Regions from separate parts of the Ovis aries genome. Here region 1 is linked to region 2. The links are chromatin contacts, called in public Hi-C maps. All regions are on one chromosome and are shown on one strand. The core of a region is the stretch at or near the end of the contact, and the rest is flanking DNA. Distances in the headings are between cores, read along the strand shown. Region 1 overlaps EDC3 (enhancer of mRNA decapping 3). Region 2 holds the start of FAM219B (family with sequence similarity 219 member B).

Region 1 (3,344 bases), core at 787-3,286, 260 kb after region 2:
TGCTACTTATTCCTAAAGTGACTCTCCATCTCACTCAGACTCAAAGACTGGACTGCTGGATCCAGCAGTGTGGATGCCCCTAGTGATCTTGACAGGGGCAGTTTTAAGTGGTGCAGTGAAGCGTGGTCTGATTGGAGTGGGTTGAAATGAGAACAGGGGAGAAGTGGAGCAAGTAAATGTGGCCCAGAGAAAGGGCCTTGCCAGGGATCAGATGGCAAGATAGGGCCAGAACCTCAGTCTCTTACCTCGAAGGGAAGATGCCATTCCCACTCTCAAAAGCCTCAGGGCTCACAGGGACACCCCCATCCCCACCTGTGGTGGCCTGTTCTGAGACTCTAATTAAGGTATGTTAGTACTTAAGGCTGAGACCTGGGGAGGGGTTCTCATATGTGGATTCCCCCTCTTAAGAGCTGTAATATGATGCCCTTTTTCAGGCAGTTATTCTTCCTTAGCTGCCCACAAGGCTTCCTATCCCAGTTGCTCCAGGATGTTTACCCTTGAGTTTGGTCTGATTTCCGCTAGTCTCAGTTTAACCTCTTAGGCTGGTCAGGACTTACGTGCTTATTGAGCCATCTGTTCTTACACTGTGCCAGAGGCTTGGTGAGAGCAGAGAAGCCTTTTTAAACACCTGGGAGAAGTGAGAGATTCCTTCCCTGTTCTTAAGTTTGGGCTGCAAGAAGGACTCATTTTTATAATAGGGGACCAGCAAGGCCAGTGTGGGAGCAGGCCAGACTGGTATAGAGTGAGCACGCTCTTGCCTATTCACACTTCTTGGGCTAGACGGCAAATGGCAGTCAGCCCAATTCTCCTGGGCCCTGGTCACATCCTCCCCCTCAAGGCTGACTTGGTAATAGAGCCCACCTTCCCAGAGCTTATAATTTACCAGGAAGTTAGATGTGCAGAGGAGGCAGGCGCCTCATGTCCTGAGAAGCTCTGCTCACCCAGCACGACAGTGCTTCAGCCTGGGAGCTCCACGAGGACAGTGGTCCATTGGGCTGACATACCCTTGGTCTCCAGCACCCAGCCCAACCAGGTCTTGGAACTCCTGGAGCCTGAGTCCCAGCCCAACCTTGAAAAGCCTGGCCTCTGCAGAGGCATTGGAGTGGTGTCTGAATAAGACACTCTTGGTTGGGGTCACTGAGGTTCTTGTCCCAGCCTGGACTGCTCTCTGCTTTATAGGGGTTACAGATGGCACTCTTTCCACCTGCAGATCTGCCCACTAGCCCTGTGGACCTGGTGATCAACTGTCTGGATTGCCCCGAGAATGCCTTCCTGCGGGATCAGCCCTGGTACAAGGCAGCTGTGGCCTGGGCCAACCAGAACCGGGCACCAGTACTCAGCATAGACCCTCCTGTGCATGAAGGTGAACAGGGCATCGATGCCAAGTGGTCGCTGGCTCTGGGCCTGCCTCTGCCTCTGGGGGAGCATGCAGGCCGTGTCTATTTGTGTGACATCGGCATTCCCCAGCAGGTCTTCCAGGAGGTGGGCATCAACTACCACTCGCCCTTCGGCTGCAAGTTTGTCATCCCACTGCACTCTGCCTAGAAGGGCTCTGGGTGGGCTGGACCTCGTAGTCCCCTTCTGCTCCTGACACTGAACTTGACAGCGAACGCCTTAAGGATGTGAAGCTTCATGGACCTTGTTGTTGAATTTTTTCTCTTTTCATTTTGTTTCTTTGAAAGAACAGATCATATTTAAAACTGACCTGTCATGTGCCCTGAGCCAGGGAAAGCTTCCCTGCTGGGGGCACGGGGTGAGTGGCAGGCTTAAGTGCACAGTGGCTCCAGGCATCTCTACACTCGGCCCCCTGCATGGTCAGGTGGGGCTTTGTTTACAGACATAGGCAGCTCACAGACCGTACATGTCAGGTTTACAGCCGCTGGGTCTGGGCCGACGCCTCACGGGGTGGGGCAGCCCTGTTCGGGGGGGTCTGTGCTTGCTCTGGTTCAGAGCTTGTGGCTTTGTCTCCCCTGCTTCCTCCACCCAAGCGGCCCTTCCTCTGATCGTGTAGAACTGGCTGCGCTGCCACTGTCCGCTAGAGGGCAGACTTGCATTCTCGGTTCAGTTTGAGGGCTTTGAGGCCTTCCCCGAGCCCCACCGTTAAGATGATGGGGGCTTTGACCCTTTCTCCTGAGCTGATCAAGTTTTATGCTAGATTTTTTTTTTCCCCCCCAAGGGTCCTTCCTCCTTTCCACTCCATCACTCTGAGAGGCAGGGAAGGGGGAGCCAGGGTGGCATCTGAATGGTATTACTGTATTGGGATTTTTTTTTTTAACTGTTTTTCTGTTGTCTTCAGCACAGGTAGTATAAGCTTATGTTACTGTAGAACCACAGTGCCCATCTTGCCAGCAGTGCCCCCCAATCCCATACTCTCTAGCTGGGGACTGAGCCTTTGCCTAGTCTGGGGCCAGACCCCTCAGGGTGCAGCTTTAATGTTCAGTATTGGGGAGGCCCCTGGGGGAGCCTGGTGCTGAACCAGAAGAGGCTCCCTGGTGCTTCTGTCCTAAGCCACCACGCCCCCTCCTCTTTGCCTGCACCCAGACCCCTACTTTCCTGCCCCCTCTGCCCTTCCCCTGAAATGGTCCTTTGCAGCTGTGGGCGCATGTCCCTCCCACCCCCCCAGCTTTTAGCATCTGGGCCTTGAACCCTTTGATTGTCCTCTCTAGATGTATAGGCTCAGGGCCAGCACCCTGTCTCACAGATGCCAAAATGAGGCTAGTTCTGGATGAGCTAGCTGGTGGGCCTCAGCCTTAGGAACACAGTGCTGCTCAGATCCTAAGGCACTGAGCCCCTATTCACAGTCCCTGGAAGTTGGCAGAACGGGAGCCATGTCCTGAAGTTCCCGAGAGGGGCCCTTGCAGAGGCTTGTGCTTTAAAGCCTTTTTCAGAGCTTCAGGCTTCCTTCTGCTCTATGCCCACCCAGTATGGTTAAGGGGTTGAGTGGAAGGGCTTGCCAAGGATCATGGACGCAGGGTAGGCCCTGGTACCCTGGGTTTCAGGATACTTACCACTTTCCTTATAGGAGCATAGCTGGGGCAGATTAGGCAGGGCAGAGAGGGCTGGTCCCTCCTTTCCTCCCAGCCTCCCTCAGAGAGTCTCCAGCAGTAGAGGGAGGCCAGTGACTGTGAATCCCGTGCTGTGTATCCTTCCTGAACCTCTGCTCACTCTCAGGGCCGAGAAGCTCCTGAATGAGGCCCTCTCTTCAGAGGTGGGGCCGTAGTTTGAGGAGCAATGCTGGGTTACAGGCATTTTAGTAAGCAACCACTCAACAGGCTCTGGCTGCCTGTTAATGCGGTGAGGTCTCCTCAATGGGTCCAGAGAAAAGCAAGCTAGAACCCTGGCCC
Region 2 (3,063 bases), core at 401-2,900:
GGACATTCATTAAACAAATATGTACTACTATGACTTTGTGCTGAAAACAAGGGATAAAAATATCATTAAGGTGGTCTGTCCTGGAAGCGTGTAAAGCCAACTGAGAAAATAAACACTAAATCCTTAAAACACTGTGTAAACTTCATGAGGTAACATTTCTTGAGCACTTACTATATGCTAATACCGTCCCAAGCACTTTACAATTTAACCTCATAATTCTATTAGATAGGTACTATTATTATCCCCATTCCTCAGTTAAAGAAACTGACATAAAGAGTTAAATAACTTACCAGTAAATGGCAGAGCAAGTTATCTGTATTCAGGGCCCATATTCAACCACATGGCAATTAGTTGGATTCCCAGGATAGGAGACCCAGGAGTGTCATGGATGAGGGCACTCTGACTCTTTCCCTACAAGTTCCTCAGATTTTGTGACATCAAGAGGGTTTTGATCACATTTTCTTTGGCCCCTTGGTGAGGTCTCCATCAACTTAACAGACAACTATGAGAAAAACCATCTCTTCAGAGTCCACAGAGAGCTGGGTTCAAATTCTAGGGTTACCACTTTACTGGTGAACTTGACCAAATCTAATTCTCATTTGCTTAATGGGAGTAACAGTGCTTTACTGGGAGGTCAGGAGGATTAAATATTAAGTCAAACCATATGAAATGGTTGTTTCTGGAAGTTAAAAACAGCGGTGGAATCTATCAAAATAGTTAGCTTTCCTTTGTGCTTCTCCACTCTTCGGGTGGCCCTGGGGATTCGTTAAGTTGCGCACTGCTGACCTACCCTGTGAAAGCTAGTAAATTAGCCTTGGGACAGCCTCATGAGATTTGGCAATTACTACAAGGATCTAGAACTACTTTCCAGCCAGCCAAAAGTACATCCCTTGGGGACCAGAGGAGTCAAGAGCCACGAAAGTCCTGTGCCCCGACACAAACTCAGCGCGCTTTCGCTTTTCTTCCCAAGTCCTATTTTGTCTTTGTTATCGCTATAAGACAGGTACTGATGTTGGTTGCATTTTGAAACGTGGAAACTGAGGCTTAGAGAGGGTCAGGCCTCATCCAAGGTCTCGGGCATTGCGCAGTGCTGGCAATAACGAGGGTCTGGTGTTATATCTATCAGGCAAGGAACTGCCTCTGGTTGTGTGCCCTCCACAAGGTCCTTGAACCTTTCTCTCCGACCTGTTTCATCTTCTGGAGAAGGGCGTTATTAACTCCCTTTCTCCTACCGCTCGCTTTCCGATTCAATCCAGCCTCTCTCCGGCCCGCCCTTGGGGTGCTCCGGCTGTGGCGAGAGGACCAGTGCGGAGACACTGCGGAGAAAGCGCAGGCATCAGGGCTTTGAGTGTGCTGGCGCACAGCCGCAGCTCCCCGGAAATACTGATATTTACTTTCGACCAGCGATAGAACTTGGCTTGACATCACCAGGTTCAGGCCGACTGCCAGAAACAATCAAGCGCCATAACGGAGGAACTGAAACAACCTAACCCCCGGAAAGGCGGGACAGTTGTGCCAATCCCACAGCAGGCGGGGCCAGAAAGCTCGGGTGGGCACGGCCCGCGCCTGCGCGCCGCCATCTTGCTCCAGGAGGGACCGCCTCCCTGCCGTCTGGCGGCTGGTTAGCCAGAAGGCGGGGCTTCGCGACTCGGCGGGGCGTGGCCGGGCGATGGCGACCGCGGATCCCGACGGGCAGGCTGCGCCCTCTATCCCGGGACCCCGGCCCAGCGGGACAGAAGCTGCGGGGCTGCTCTCCGGGCGAAGCGGCATTGGAGCCCCCCGGTTGGGGGAGCGGATCCCGGCGGCTGTGGAGAAGCGGGGCCCGTACATGGTGGCGCGCGCGCCTTCCATTCAGGCCAAGCTGCGTGAGTGCGGCCGGATGAGGGGTCTCTGCTTGGGCGGGCTGCCGCGTTCCCGGGCTGGCTCCGGAGCGCCGCTGGGGCGACCCCGGAGGGGCAAATGCAGCCCGCTCCCGCACCCGAAAATCTGTTCGGAGAGCGGGCCCCTGGCGTTTGGGAGACACGGCGGAGTAGAGAGGAGCCCGCTGATCTGGGCCCTTTGACTTCCAGAGAAGCACCGGGACCTGGCCAAGGCGGTTCTGCGGAGAAAAGGCATGCTGGGGGCCGCGCCGAACCGCCCCGACTCTTCAGGGAAAAGGTCTCAGCAGGCGCCACCTCCTCTGTGCAAGCGTTTTCACAGTAGGCCCTAGTGCTCAGGCTGGGAGACCGAGTACCCACGTTTAAAGCCGAGTTAGTCATTCCCCTGACGCCGGCCTGTCGGGTTCACTGTTTAAAAATGGAAAGAGGAACGACCTTTTCTTTCCTTTCCAGGGTGTGATGGTGTCGAGGAAAGAGCTTTGTTATGAGTTTTGTCAGTTCTTAGGGTCAATCACTGTCTAAATTAGGGAGGAGCATAGTGGCTGGGGTCCCCAGGATTGAGGATGGAGAGCAGCGTGGGAACAGCTAGGACTGTGATTTTTTCCTTAACAGAATGGTAAGCGCTGAGGGCTGGATAGGATCTTCACCAGGGCTTGAGCGAAGGCAGTTGAAGGAATTTGCCTAAGGACTTTGATTTTTCTGTTCTCAGGTTAAATAAGGTGGGGAGATGGGGCTTTTCCTGATTCTTAGAAGAGGAGGTGTGCTTATCCTCAGAAGTAGCAGGGGGAGCGGTGTGGGGAAGTGCACATACTAAGGAGCTGTAGCGGGATACACGGCAGGCAATGGTGGCTGTCCAGGTAGCAGATAAGCCAGGAGCAGTGCAGTCAGTTTTTTTGTTTTCCCCATAAGGGCGAGGACGCTGGCTTTCCCTGTGAAATGCTGGCATTGCATCTATGCTTGGTCTTTCCCCCATCTCCCCTCAGGTCAGTGAAGTTTAACAAGGGCTACACTGCTCTTAGTCAGAGTCCAGATGAAAACCTGGTGTCCCTCGACTCTGACAGGTAAGTGCTGTCCTTGGAAATACCCCTTGGGGAGTGCCTTGGATAACATTGCAGACGACTTGCTTCGCTTTTTCCCTGTCTCTTCCAAGACCTTTTGTGCATGTTCCAGGGCTGCTGCTTCAGAG

The links. A called contact is a pair of places that touch in the nucleus more often than the background predicts.
Region 1: a contact with region 2 is called in a Hi-C map of hypothalamus, with 2.0 times the contacts expected there. The contact joins the enhancer-like site here to the promoter of FAM219B in region 2. A contact is called at or near these places in 4 of 16 Hi-C or Micro-C datasets (hypothalamus, liver and tail adipose tissue).

The regions. Positions count from the first base shown.
Region 1 is chr18:31,708,580-31,711,923 of ARS-UI_Ramb_v3.0, forward strand. It overlaps EDC3 (enhancer of mRNA decapping 3), which reads left to right. Exons shown (of 8, transcript XM_012098695.4): 8 at 1,211-3,344. The coding sequence ends at 1,545. Among named protein-coding and RNA genes, the nearest start is that of CLK3, 17 kb to the right of the region's middle. Within about 2 kb of position 2,037, at least 8 of the 54 cell types and tissues checked have an H3K27ac peak or open chromatin away from gene starts, as enhancers often do. A contact at or near this core is called in hypothalamus, where this site is marked.
Region 2 is chr18:31,447,571-31,450,633 of ARS-UI_Ramb_v3.0, forward strand. FAM219B (family with sequence similarity 219 member B) reads left to right here and starts at 1,651. Exons shown (of 5, transcript XM_012098686.4): 1 at 1,651-1,865; 2 at 2,070-2,157; 3 at 2,861-2,938. The coding sequence starts at 1,670.